Regions from separate parts of the Zea mays genome. Here region 2 is linked to region 1. The links are chromatin contacts, called in public Hi-C maps. All regions are on one chromosome and are shown on one strand. The core of a region is the stretch at or near the end of the contact, and the rest is flanking DNA. Distances in the headings are between cores, read along the strand shown. Region 1 holds the start of LOC100037776 (plastid phosphate/phosphoenolpyruvate translocator 1). Region 2 holds the start of LOC100282682 (myb family transcription factor-related protein).

Region 1 (7,499 bases), core at 1,410-3,909:
GCTTTCATTACCCAAGAAAATTTAATAGTAATTCAGTTACCTCTTTCTTCACCATAAGTTTCTTGCTTAGCACATTCCTTGACTGGAAGGTTACATTTGAAGCCATTGCACTCCAAAATCCAGCCCTGTGTTGAAAATTTCGAAGCTACACATGAGTGTAAAATGGGTAACAAGCCATTGCTTTTAACTTCATATTGGTGTAAGCGCGCACACACACATAGAAACAATAGCACTGGAACAATTGTATAACTAAATTTTGACGTATGGAGATGAATGAAGCAATGGAACAAAAGACAAAAAAAAAGTAATAGAAAAAGACAAATGTAATTTGCACAACAAGCATCCTTGCTTGTATTCAATCTAAGGTGCCTGTATTGTATACCAGTTAAAGGAGGCCTCAGTAAGGGATGCCAAAGCTACACCACCAACAATCGGAAGAAGAGACAACACAACCCATGGCGTAGGCAACTGCAAAATCACTCATTTGTCATAGGAAAGCAAGAAAGATTTTATCATATCGCAGAGAGTTGTGTAGTTACTATTAGGCTTCAGAGTTGAACAGAAACTTACCTCCCCAAGGAAAATTGCTGAAAGGAGAACTGAGAAGAAAGGTTCCATGGCCTTTATAGTATGTGTAAATGACACTGCAACCTTTCCAAGGCTCATGTTTGTGAAAAGATTGCCCATGGTATGGACAATAGCTAGAGGAAGGATAGCGAAAAGCTGGGAAACAAGAACAGCACCAACATTAATTTTGATGCACTGTGTTTATACTGAAAGTTTGCCCAGCAAAACTAAATATTCACCTGGGCACCCGAAATCTTTGGCCTTTTATGGATACCAGTGATCCACATGAACAAAGCAATGGCACTTCCAACAGCAAACTGCACCGTTGTGATGTTTATAGGGTATGGCAAAACCTTCAGAACCTGTAGAGCATAAGTACAGCTTAGAAAGTTGTATGATTTACTGGTAATTGTTGTTGATCATCAAGTATTCCTCAGAAAACTAACTAAAAGGTGACATGATCTACATTAATGAATAAAGAAAGACTACAATCACCAATACAACACTTAAATTTCTCTAAGGCTAGTTGCAAAAGGGCATTTGTCAGTAATATATTGCCTTGACATAGCCACCAGAAAACATAAGGGCTATCTAGGTGGGATGTCAAAACAATGCAAATATAGAAGCAAGATTGTCTTGTGCATACAGCCTGTTAAACACTTAAAACCCTTAAAACTATGGAGATATGGTTGTCTAAAAAATTAGCCTCAGATATGGAACACCTATGAAAGTATGTATCATGACTTAAAGTTGAAAACACATCAACATGGGTGATGTCTGCAGTGCATATACAGATCCTTAAAAAGATGGATGCCCTGTAAAGCTTTAAAAAAGTAGCATATACTTGGTATCTACAGATATACGAAACAAGCATCAGCTTTATCATAATCGTTATTTAGTAGTTATTTAGTAAATATTAAAACTACAATGTAGATACTACCTAGACTTGGTTGTATCTTACAAAGTTAAGCAAAAAATTGTCTAGAAATGTGTGGTATGAGGCAGATCTAAAATGGAGAAAAAGAAACAAAGGCAAAAGTTTTTTTCTGTGTAGCATGCGGAGCTTGTATCAGTTATATATATAGATCATGATGGGTTCGAGCGAATATTTTTGCAGTCACGCAGAAAGTGAGATGGCCTTTATTTAGTTTTAATAGATTACGAGGATAAAAACAAATATCTGTTATAACTGATTCATAAATTTCTCAAGAGAAAAGGCCACGGCCAACTGGCTCTTCACTTAACCTAACGGAAGTGTCCAGACTCCAGATGGAAGATGCTCCAGCAAGACAGTTTCAACATAGAAGGACAAAAAAAAAGGTATGTGTTGACACAATCACTCCGCCTCATAGAAAGAAATTTTTGAAAAAAAAAATACATGAACAATTGAAGGACAGCTTCTAACAAGGACATGCATGAAAGGTGAAAAGTTTGTCTTTGACTCGGATTTGAGTAAGGAAATTGCATACTAATAGAAGGATCTGTCCTTTGCACGCATGCACAACACCGAAATAATCATTAGGAGCACTTGATTCACCAATTTGCACACTTGGCTCTAGTGGATCAGAACCGAATCACTAGTGCCCGCGCATCACACACACACACAACAGAGGGACAGGGAGAGACATCAGTGTTTTTTTCCCGTCAGTCAGCTCACCTGCTTGTTGTAGATGTTGAAGTAGATGTTGAAGAGGTACCAGAGCCCGAAAAGCGCCCCCAGCTGCAGCGTCTTGGCGAGCCCTCCCCCAGCTTCCTCTCCGGCCGACGCCGCCGCGTGCATACTGGCCCTGCATCTCCGGTTCTCCTTCTCCTCCAGCGGCGAGGCCGGCACGAGACCGGGGCGGGCGGAGAGGCGGATGCCGCGGGGCGTGATGAGCGGCTGGGTGCCGCCGCTGCACGCGCCGGCGCCGCGGCGTGGGCTAGTGTAGGCGGCGAGCGGCCGCGCGGCACATGGCCGTAGGAGCCCGATGGCAGCCGCGCTCTGCATTGCCCGTCTCGGGGAGCCGCGGCCTCGCCACCGAAGAGTGGATGGTGCTCTGGAAGAGGCGCGCGGAGGGCTCGAGGCGGCGGAGATCACGAGGTTTCCACCGGCTCGGCGAGGCCTGGCGCTGGCGAGATTTGGAGTTAGGTAGGGGCTTTATGCAGCGACGAGGCCGCCGCGCTGAGCTTGTGGGGCCGTTTGGCAGTGGGCGGATGGATCCGACGTGGGCTTGGGCCGTGTCGCCGCGACATGGAGCGCAACGAACAGCTGTCGTTGCCAAACAAGCCGTGCGAGCCCCACCGGTCGGCGTCGGATTCACCTCCGTGTGATCCGTCCAGTTCCAGCCTCCAGCAGTGGCTAGCTTTTTGTTGCCTGCTGCGGCGGGTGGTGGACCGGAGCGCGTACGATGCGACGGTCTCGAGGAAAGGAGGGAGTCGAGGGCCCCGCAACGGAGACCAGGCCCATGCCAGCTCTAATGGCTTAAACTGGCGCTCAAATTAAAATATGAAAAAACTACTCAACAATGTTTTATTTTATAAAATTTAGTTAAAAAATTATATTGCACCCTCTCAAATATCTCAAATATACTACAACATAATAGGCTACCTTATAATCTATATTTAAAATTTTACTGTTATAGAAAAAATATTTTATTAGTATTTTAAATCCTACAAAATATACTTGTTTTTAAATTATAGAATATTTTATAAGTCTCATGGTTGGAGATGCTCTAATCTCACCCTGCATCACATATGGGGAGAAAGAGCTCCAACACCTCCCCACATCACATATAGGGGAGAGAAGAAACTTCCTCATATATGAGACGGGCTAGACCATCTCCAGCAAATCTTCTATTTCATCCTCTATTTCAAACTTTACTCTGTCAATAGTGTCAGACAATATTATCGATAGTTTAGTATTCCCTATTTTACACTAGAGACAGTCTTATAATCTCTCTCCCACACTTTAATTACTTTATTTCTTTATGATATTAGGCAACGACTGTTATGCAAGCAGTACTTCTGTGCAAGTGTGCAAGCAAATCATCTGATCCATTAGATTACGATCCAACCACAGATACAACCATGATTTGTTAGGGTTTTTTATAAAGATTATTGAGCTAGAGGTGGAAGGGTTTAAGTGTTAAATGTAACCTATGGTTGGATCACGATCTAATGGATCAGATAGCTTACTTGCACGCTTGCACAGAAGAACTGCTTGCATAGCAGTAGTTGCCATGATATTAATCTCTTTGAAGTATCATAATCCGAAAGCAATATATATTATGGTAGTACAAATAGTCTATGGATTTTTTAACTTAAAAGCTAATGAAAAAATATTAAATAACTGAATTATAATATATAGGGACGTTGAATATGATGAACGATTGATGATATAATAAAATATAATAGAAAAATGTAGATAAAGAAAGAAACGTGAGAAGAATGGTTGGATCGTTGAGATGGCCGAAAGGTCGCGACCGTGACATGCGACCATCACTAGCAGTCTAGCATAGGGATGGCAACCGTCTGGGAATAGCTCCCCATTTCTGTCCTTATGACGAAAAAATTTCTCCGCAGGGATCTTCATGAACACTTGTGGGAAACATTTTTTCCACATCTCCGTTCCCCGCAGGGATAAATCTCTACCGGGGATTCTCATCCCCGTTTAAATTATAATTAAGACATACATTCTTTGTTATTAATGATAAACATTGTCACTTATACATATTGTCAGATTAATAAATCATTATGCATACATCAAAATGAACACATTTGTACAATTAGTGGTCTATTGACAAGGTAATTATTTATTTTTACTGTTAACTGGTACACAAACATAGTCACATGTAAGTTTAACGGGTCCCCGCGGGGAACAGGGATGGGGAATGCTTCCTCGTCCCCATCCCCGTTTACCCGTCGGGGGATAAAATTTCCCCATTTATATCCCGCAGGGAAAGTTTCTTCCACATCCACATGCCCTAATGGAGGAATTTCCCGCAGGGAATCAGGGTCAGGTCCCTATTGCCATCTCTAGTCTAGCACCATTCCAAGCAGGATCAGGTCAGTACCGTCGGCCGCGGAGGGGACATAGCAAAAACGAATCATTAGATTCAATGTGGTTGATAAATGGTGCACTCCATTCGGTGTACTATTAGTTATTGTTTTAGACAAGATTTAAGTCAAACTTATAAATTTTTTACTATAAATAATTGTTTTATTATTTAGTATTAAAACCTAATGTTTATATATAATGATATGTCTTAAAAGTACTTTTATAAAAGTATAAATATTATAAGAGTTTATTTGTGTTTTAATAAAAAATATTGATCAAAATTATATTTTGGAGACCATGTCGCTGTCCTAAACGACAATTAATAGGACACCATAGAGAGTACAGTGGTAGCAGACAGTACAATGATACACTAGATTAAGGGTGCAGCTCTCTCCTCTTTGTTTCAGTTTTCGTGCACACAAGTGGTTGTTATTAGAAGAAAAATTGTTAATGTATGATGAATATGTATAGAACATATTATTTTATTGTTGGTATAAGAGAAAAATTAGGGAAACCCGTTGTAGAGGATGGATATATAAAGAAGAGAGATCGGTGACGCGGCTGAATAGTAGAATATAGGGGAAATATAGATATGACCGTTGAAGAGGATTCTTATAATTTACGGTAAAAATGATAGATCGTCAAGTAGTGGATGTTGACTTTGATTGAATAACTTAGAAAGAATAGTTGAAAATGATTATATACTAACTATTAAGATGTTAGTGTAGACTGCCCCCGCCAAACAACCGACCGCCCGATCAATCCGCCCGCCGCGAACCTTACGCCGCGAACTGCCCCGCCTGCCGCGAACCGCCCGCACGTATGCCGCGATACGCCGAGACCCTCCGCGAAACCCGCCGGACGCGAATCCCCTCCCGCAACCCACAACGCGCAGCAGAACAAGCGCAGCAGGCCGTCCCCGCCAACAAGCGCAGCAGGCCGGCGAAACCCGCCCGCTGCGAACCTCCCGCCACGAATCCCCTCCCGCAACGCGCAGCAGAACAAGCGCAGCAGGCCATCCCCGCCCTCCTCCGCGGCGCCGGCTCGCCGGGCCTTCTTCCCCGTCGCGCGACCTCACCACCGTGTTCCGCGCCCTGCCGCCCAAGAAGCGGATCCGCACGGGGTGACCCTGGCGCGCAGGACGAGACAGCGTGGATCTGGTGTCCGGTCCACCATTGGTCGTGGCGACGCCGTCAGTCAGTAAGTGCACGGTCATGGCATGGTACAGAGTTCTCGTACAAATAAGTTTTGTTTTTTGGGGGGTGTAGAATTGGGAAAGAGGCTGTTGTTTATGAGGGAGGATGAATGGGGAATTGAAAGCTTGTAAAGAGAATTCCTACAGATTTGTTCGTTGTATTTGTTAAACTATACTTGATGACAGTTCAAGAAAAAATGATGAGCTTTCACCTGAAGAACACAAAAAAAGGATCATGGGTTCAGATGAGTTGTTGCTCTGTACGTGTGTAGTTGTGTGTTGCTTCTATCATGGCCTTGGTTCGTGTGTCAACTGCAGCACAAAAGTTGGTCGGCAGCAGAACAAACAAAACAGCGCAAGAAGTGTCTGAAGAGGCAAGCATGAGGATCTGCCATTCAGTAAGTAGTTGCTTCATGATCAGTGGGGTTGGGCGGATGGATTTAACCCCAGGCCCAGGCTACTAACTGAATGGTTCATTGGCTTTCTCCCTGGTCAAGTGGAGAGGAAGAAGGCAGGGGACAAAGCGTCCAGGACTTATTCCTTCCTTTCTTCCTTCCCTTGCTTCTTTCAGATGGGTTATTGCATCTCTGCCTCCTTCAAGTTTTTTATGCCATTTGTTTGTTAGTAGGATAATATGATTGATGAAATCTGGTTGGTCAGAGAAATGTTGTTTGAGGATTCTGTGGTGCCAATTAAACTACTGAAAGAAACATTTTTATCAGATTTCATCTCTTAGCTTAGACATGTATGTATCCCATTTTAAATCCACTGTCTGAAGAAGAGAAGAACAAGCTATGCACCTAAAAAAATACTTTTACTGACAACATGATCACTGTTTGATTCCAACTAGCAAGCATAGCTTAGATTAGATGTATGTATCATGTATATATCCCATTTTAAATCCACTGTCTGAAGAAGAGAAGAACAAGCTATGCACCTAAAAAATAGGAACAATTGGATCTATACCATTAAAAGATCCAAACTTTAGATATATACCATGGACCCCACATGTCATTGACTCATGTGGACCCACGTGTAAGTGAGATAGTAATGGTATGGATCCAAAGTGGTGATCTTTTAATGGTATGGATCCAAATTTCCCAAAAAAATATTGTTACTGACAACATGGTCACTGTTTGATTCCAGCTAGCAAGCATACTTATATTGTCGAAAATAGCTCATGAGTGCATCATTTAAAACTACATGTTAGTTCTGAGTTGCGAATAGTATGATACATGCTTTAATTCTAATATTGGTTCTGAGTTCAGATATTCCTATTATAAGCTGAACTACATGTTAGTTCTGAGTTCATAGTTCAGAGTTCAGATAGTACTATCTGAACTATCCAGTTTTTTATGCCATTTGTTTGTTAGTAAGATAATCTGATAGATGAAATCTGGATGGTCAGAGCAATGCTGTTTGAGGGTTCTGTGCTGCCAACAAACTACTGAAAGAAACATCTTTATCACTGTTTATTTAGTAAATGGATCCTGCATGCAATGAATATTCAGTAATGGATCATGTGCTTTGTTTCACTCTATATTTCCATTTTCAACTTTTACTTTATTAACTCTGGCTTTCGAGTTATCTTTGAATGCGTTCACTTTGATGAAATTAAAAGCAGAAAACAGATAATATCTATGACCAAATATGACAAGGATTCTCATTTTTTAAGTATTCTTTTCATCACACAATTAAAAC
Region 2 (7,499 bases), core at 1,707-4,206, 160 kb after region 1:
GCCCGACCCTAGGGCTCGGACACAGCCTCGGCCTCGGAAGACGGTCTTCGCCTTGCCCGACCCAGGGCTCGGACTCAACCTCGATCTCAGAAGACGGACTCCGCCTCGCCCGACCCTAGGGCTCGGACTCAGCCTCGACCTCAGAAGACGGACTCGACCTCGACCTCGGAGGAGCCTCCGCCTCGCCCGACCTAGGGCTCGGACCGACCACGTCACAGGGGGGCCATCATTACCCTACCCCTAGCTAGCTCAGGCTACGGGGAACAAGACCGACGTCCCATCTGGCTCGTCCCGGTAAATAAATAATGATGGCGCCCCGCGTGCTCCATGACGACGGCGGCTCTCAGCCCCTTACGGAAGCAAGGAGACGTCAGCAAGGATTCGACAGCCCCGACAGCTGTCCTTCCGCAGGGCTCCAACTCTCCTCCGACGACCACGACATCACATGAATAGGGTGCCAAAACCTCTTCGACTGCCACGACGGCATGTACTTAGGGCTCTAGCTCCTCTCTGCTAGACACGTTAGCACACTGCTACACCCCCTATTGTACACCTGGACCCTCTCCTTACGCCTATAAAAGGAAGGTCCAGGGCTCTCGTACGAGAAGGTTGGCCGCGCGGGAGAACGGGCCGACGCATAAGGCTCTCGCTCTCTCTCTCTCTCTCTCCCACACGAACGCTTGTAACCCCCTACTGCAAGCGCATCTATCCGCCCTGGGCGCAGGACAACACGAAGGCCGCGAGTTCCCCTTACTGTTCTCTCCCCTTTTTGTGTCCCGTCTCGCGCCGACCCATCTGGGCTGGGACACGCAGCGACAATTTACTCGTCGGTCCAGGGACCCCCCGAGGTCGAAACGCCGACAATTATATATATAATCTTAGAGATGTTCTAGATGTTTTTGGCTCGTAGAGTAAAATAGTGCTTGTGCTGGCACGACGACTAACATGTGCTAGTGCTATATAGTGCTAGTACGATACGATTAGGTACTATAATGTCGTGTCTGGACCGATGACTAGTCACTAATGCTGACACATCACAACACGATTACTAACATGGCTCATGCTTTATAATGTCAGTGCCATTACCGTGTTGTGCGTTTATTTGGCCATCTATATCATCGGTGAACAACACGACCACAACGTCATGCGTGGGACATCGAGCGAAACAAGTCACTCCAAGAAGTCGTCCTCATCTACGCGAGGAACCTACCCCATCGGGTGCACCACTAGCTGCCTCCTCCCAGTCCTCAATGTCGTCGTTGCCTTGTCCCTAGCCATCTCGGCATGCGTCGAGGCTAGGTCTCTCCTAGTGAGACTGAGGGGATGTTTAGTTTCCCTGACTGAAGTTTAGTTCATATCACATCAGATATTTAAATATCAAATACTAGTATTAAATATAGTCTAATTATAAAATCAATTACACATATGAAAACTAAATGACGAGACAAATTTATTAAACATAATTAGTCCATAATTATCAAATATTTACTATAGTATCACTTGTGCAAATTGTGGACTAATTAAGTTTAATAGATTCGTCTTGCTATTTAGCTCTTATCTATATAACTAGTATTATAATTAGATTTCTAAATAACATCAAACATCCAGTGTGACGAGAAATTTAGTAGGGTGGATCCCAACGCCCCGAGCGGCCGAGCCTGAAACCCAGCGCCGCCATTATCTACTCCTCTTGTAAGCCGTCATCTACGGACGACGTTCTATAAATATTCCACATATAATGAATGTTTTAACTGTCTGGTTCCAGTGGTTTCCCTTCGTATTAAAGAATTTCTAATGTAATCACATGTAAATCCGCGTGTCGTGCTCTATGATTTATTGATTGATTTACTTTGTTTTTAATGCCGTTTCCTAACAACATGGTCGTCGGCGAGCGATGCAAAATTGCAATGTAGTGTCGTACGCGCATGCTGTGTAAATTTCAATCGTTTTGGAAACAAGGATAAGAAACATTTTCTCTAAAAATCTATTATTTATAAGTTAAAGTCAAATGCTAAGTTAAACAGATTTTTTTCTATTTCAACTCTATGATAGAGATTGTATGGTGGAATATGTGGCGTCAAATATTTTTTTTTTGGAATGAAGCAGCCCAGACAAGAGTAATATCTTTGTCCAGAAAGGGTGATGACGTCTGGATCTGGACATGAACATGTGAAAGACAATATTTTGTAAACAAGAAACACAGGAGCAGCAGAAAGAAAAACCCTAAACAATTGGAGAGGAGGCACCCATCAGTCGCTGTTCAGGTTGAGGCCTCACCCTCACATGTGCCGCCGCCCACTCTCGTTTTATATATTTTCTGCAAGCAAGAACTGATTAATCAATTACTATACTTCAGTCCAATTGCCAATTTGGCCCCCACCGAACAGACAGCAGAGGGATGGAGAGTGGGAGGGTGTTTGGTTGCTCCTGCTAAAGTTTAGCCCAGGTTATCAAGCGTTTGACTTTTAAATAAGAGTATGAAATATAGACCCAACCAACTGGACTAGATTCGTCTCGTCTTTTAATCTTTGGCTGACAAATTAGTTTTATAATCCGACTACATTTAATACCCGGAACGGAGGTTCAAACATTCGATGGGACAGGGGCTAAATTTTAGTGGGGTGTAACCAAACACGCCCTGAGAGTAGTGAGAAGGTAGCCCAAGTACAAAAAGGCAAAAGGGTGATGAAATTTCAATGCCCCAATGATTGTTCAGCCACCAACAACTCAGGATTTCATTCTACTCCAATCAAGCGAGATTAAAGAAACGATTTTTTTTAAAAGGTGGTTGTTATTTGTCTCAGAGATAATGATGTCTCTACTGACTTAAACAGATACAGTATTTATTAAGTCAGATGTAATTTTCCATCGACGGTGTCAGAAAAGGACATCGCTCTGCACTAACAAATATCATTACCGCCAATAACGTAATGCGAGTCTTGCAGCTTCAGCCACCAAGAGACCAGGGCTGAACTGCTGAAGCTGAGATAGGATTGAGAATCGCTGCCAGTGGAAAGCGGCACTAGCAGCAGGGCAGAAGCAAGAACCAGCAAGAAAGGGGAGAGAGAAAGCGGAAGGACTTTTTCTCGGATTGGATCCTTCGCTTTTGGGGGAAGGAGAAGGCCCCTCTCTGTCCTCTCTCCATCCTTGCGGAGGGCGCTAGCAGGAGCAGCGGAAGGAGGAAGAGATGTTCCCGCCTGGCCTGATCCACCACCGCCCTGACGCCCCCGTTCCCGGCGATGGGGCGACACGCTCCGGCCCCGGCGGGCCGAGCCTTGTACTGACGGCGGACCCCAAGCCCAGGCTGCGGTGGACGGCCGACCTCCACGAGCGTTTCGTCGACGCCGTGGCCCAGCTCGGCGGACCCGAGAGTGAGCTACTCCCCTCCTTCCTTCCTCTCCAATCTGGCTTCTTTGGTGGTCCGGGTCCTTGCTATTGGCATTGGAGAGCAATGCGTGGTTGCTGGTTAGTGCATTCATGGTGCTCACCTTGGTCTTCGGTAGGCGAGATTTCGTGGCGCGCTCGAGGTTCTGGAACGGGGAATGCACAGGATTGGGATGCATGCACTGAAATTATGGGAAAGTTCTGATCATTAGTGTAGAAATCCTGGAATTTAGGCTCGAGCTAAACGCAAGCCGTTTCTCGTTTGGACAAGTGCACTGTGCATGTGCGGTCAGATCTAGTGTGCCCGAGACAAGATGGTATTGCGGGCGTGCATGAATGATTTTTCCTGCTTTCTTGCTGTGGACCATGCTGACAGGTATGGCATGGATTTCTGCTGCATGTAATAAAGATGGGTCCTTTTGTTGATCACATCCGGTCTTTATATTATGCTGAAGTATGACCTGTACTGAACTACTGATGAAGTTTGATTCTTGATAGCAATACTATGAGGAGGGATTTCTGTTTTGTAGATTTTTGAACTTAATGTTGATCACTGGAACTTGATCAGCTAGCAAAAAGGTGGCCATGTTTTCTGTTAGCTACTTATCAGCATAAGCAAACATGACTTTTGCATATTGCTGCTTCATATGGTTTTTTCTTGTTCAAATTTTAAGTTGCTAGCACTTGATTCTGTTAATTTCTGTATGGATTTATTTCTGGCATCAAATGGCCAGTAAATCCAGCTATACATGCCAAACATTCAAAACTAAGTATGCTTTGGAGTTTTAGCATGATTTTTTATGTGAACTGGGGCAGCAAAGTAGTCATAACTGTCACTAGATCCATTTGAATGTTGAATTGTTACTCTACATGTAGTATGCTATTAGTCACTTGCTATCAATGAACCAGGAAAGCACACACTAATTTAAATTCTAGTTTGCTTTGTTTTGAAAATATTTTTAATGAATGAGATAATCATGCAGAAGCAACACCAAAAACTATCTTAAGGACAATGGGCGTCAAGGGTCTTACTCTTTTTCACTTGAAGAGCCATCTTCAGGTACTTCAGCGTGCTCACATGTTTCGCAAAACTCTAAAGAATAGTTGATTCTAAAAGTTTTTCTTATGTGATCAGAAATACAGATTAGGGAAACAATCTGGTAAGGAGGGATCAGAGCAATCTAAAGATGGTAAGTTGTGTTAATCAATCTTTCTATTTTATTCGGTTGCGAAAGGGCCTCTAGTTGAGTTGGTTATGTGGTCTGAGTAGCACTCCTCAGGTCCTGGGTTCGACTCCCCGTGGGAGCGAATTTCAGGCTGTGGCTAAAAAAATCCCCTCGTCTGTCCCATGCTAAAGCACAGGTCTAAGGCTCGGCCCCTCACATGGGCTTCGATGCCGATGTGTATGGGTGGGGCAGGGATTCGGGGGTTTTCTCGACCTGTGTGAGAAGGTCTTCTTCTTAATACAATACTCGGGGGCTGTCTTACCCCCCGTAGGTTGAGTTTTTTTTATTTTGTTCGGTTAATATTCAATTCTTTTTGTATTATCTTCAAATATTTTATGTTGTTAAAGTTCATTTTTTGTGGTACCTTGTTTGTATGTTTATTATTATTCTGATTAGCTAATAGTTTTTCTATGTTAGCTTTCTCATTTTTTTCTAGTCATGAAGTGATACATGAATATATCATTTGTGTGAGTACATATAGTATGTAGTCTTTTTATGGAAGATGGAAACCGGTGGTAAGTTTGTAAAGGGAAATGTAGCCTTTCCCTAATTGTAAATGGTCGTCTATTATTGATCAACAGACTTTGAAGTGAGGATGCAGAATGAGTCTAATGAGGATGTTATGGTCGCTAGATCGATGAGGGATTGGAGAGGAGTATCGATGGACAGGATAGCTTGGGTTTCGATCTGATCCCATGGCTTCTGTTGCCAATTTCGCGGCGTCATCCTGGCAACCGGCGTCCCCATCTCCATGGACTGCGTCGCATGTCACCTTCGTCACGCCGTCCTGGCAACCGACGTCCCCATCGCCATGGGCTGCGTCGCATGCCACCTTCGTCACGCCATCCTGGCAACCGGCGTCCCTATCTCCATGGACAGCATCGCCTGTCAATTTTTTCACCACATCCTGGACGCCGACGTGCCCATCCCCAGGGACAACGCCAAATTTCGTCACATCATCTTCGTTGACGGCGTCTCCGTCCCCATGGGCGATGCCACTAGGGGCAGCCACGGCCCAGCAATCACCAGCTCCATCGATGGGGAACTTGTGGATCAACATAAGGGTTGATCTCGCAAAGATGCAAGCCATGCTCCAGAAGGTTGAGTAAGGGCTGCTGTAAATCAAGGCAACAGTGCAACATGAGCAGCACAACTGGCGTTGTCCGCACGGCTCCAGACGTCAGCGGCTGTGGGCATACAAGCTGCTGCTCGTGGTTTCCTTGCACGACGGAGAGTGCGGGGGATGCGCCGGCAGATGCTCAAGGCAGCCTTGGTGACGGTTGACCTCGGCACACGGGGGCGCGACCTCGCCCTATCGGACAGCCATCAACAGCGGCACCGGGCTGCTATCTCCAAGTGCGAGCATGGTACGTGTCTCGCGGACGACAAAGTTCAACTCTACGACAGCGGTGGTAGGGACGACACTTCCCTCGTCATCGGTAAGGGCACACTATTTAGCGCCACCACATTCCGCTACCGGCCGCCACGAGGGCGCCTCCGCTGGTTATTGTTGCGACCTACTCCAGGTGCCCGTCCATGTGCTCCCCTTTCGTCCAGATGGCGTCCATGGGATCCAGGTGGCTACACACGTGCAAGTCCAATGCGCGGAGGGTGTCTGCCTTATCTTATGGGATAAAAAAATTCAGATTCGGAATAATAAGATAAGTCGAGATGTAAAAGGCTTGTCTTCTAGGTGTCTGGTTTTGGGTCAAGTAGACTCGGTCTTAGAGTACCCGTCATGCTGCAGCTCGAGGACGAGCTGCTTGTTCAGGAGGGGTGTAGTGTCAGGGCCTAAGGAGGCCCACAGAGGGGCTGCGACAGCAGCAACCATGGGCCCTCCAAGGGGGATTAGATAAGGATAGTTAGAGATAAGATTAGTTGAGATTATTTAGGAGATTAGTTGAGATTATCTAGGAAGGTTATCAGTTAGTAGTTTGTTGAGAGTTTTTAGGAGAGTTTTTAGGAGATACGAATCTCTAGCTAGATAGGGGCGGTCAGCCGGCTTATTTATGTAATCAATGGATTAGAAATAAAGCAGGCAAGAATTAGAAGGGAGAAACTCTCCTCTTGCTTGGCCGTGGACAGAGGCCCCCGGCCGACGTTCCTGTCCATCGATACCCCTCTCCAATCCCTCACCGATCTAGCGACCATAACAGAGGAAGAACAGGAGGAGTCAGAGTAGTTTGTTCTTATGGTGACCGAATATGTAGGATCTTTTAGTCATAGTGGAGCTATGGTTAACGGGAATGCCAGGGAAAAATGACACTGCTGAAATTGCTGCATCATGGCAGTTAGAAGAGAGAAGGGTAGGCCTAGTGTGGTGGTGAGAGTTGTCTCCCTGAGTCATTAGGACACAGGTTCGAAGCAGCCTCTCCGTATTTGCAGGAGCAGGCTTGCCTCCTTTTATCCCTTCCCTAGACCCCACTTATGTGGGAGCCTCAAGCACTGAGTCTGCCTTTTTTTTATGACAATTAGAAGAGAGACGTGTTCCCGTTGTTCTTCCATAGTAAAATATCATGAATCTCATGTCACAAACATTTATTACTTGATAAGGATGTATTGATTCTAACAATAATTTGTAAAGTGATTTAGTTGTGCTTCCAAATGATCTATGCAAACACAAACTGAACTTGCATCATATATACCTTTTAGGAATGTATGCGCTCATGTGCTACTAAAAAATGATATAACATTGATGCATATTGTTATTCTTTGCCAAGGCGTCCAAGATTATCTTCTCATTTTCATTTTCAGTTTGTTTTCCCGGTGCAAATCAAGTTTAAGGCATGGATTTAGCACTTGGCGGCTTAACCTCAGTTAAGTTAAATGAATGCAGGCGCCAAATATCACCGTTTTCCTGCAATAGAGTAATAAACCATGCAGCGCTCG

Evidence for each region. A called contact is a pair of places that touch in the nucleus more often than the background predicts.
Region 2: a Hi-C map of bundle sheath shows a contact between it and region 1, with 2.3 times the contacts expected there. The contact joins the promoter of LOC100282682 here to the promoter of LOC100037776 in region 1. A contact is called at or near these places in 2 of 25 Hi-C or Micro-C datasets (bundle sheath and leaf).

Annotation. Positions count from the first base shown.
Region 1 is chr2:177,769,166-177,776,664 of Zm-B73-REFERENCE-NAM-5.0, forward strand. It overlaps LOC100037776 (plastid phosphate/phosphoenolpyruvate translocator 1), which reads right to left and starts at 2,660. Exons shown (of 9, transcript NM_001112482.1): 1 at 2,225-2,660; 2 at 807-929; 3 at 571-723; 4 at 383-468; 5 at 41-125. The coding sequence starts at 2,554.
Region 2 is chr2:177,930,044-177,937,542 of Zm-B73-REFERENCE-NAM-5.0, forward strand. It overlaps LOC100282682 (myb family transcription factor-related protein), which reads left to right and starts at 2,957. Exons shown (of 6, transcript NM_001155589.1): 1 at 2,957-3,371; 2 at 4,368-4,444; 3 at 4,520-4,574. The coding sequence starts at 3,188.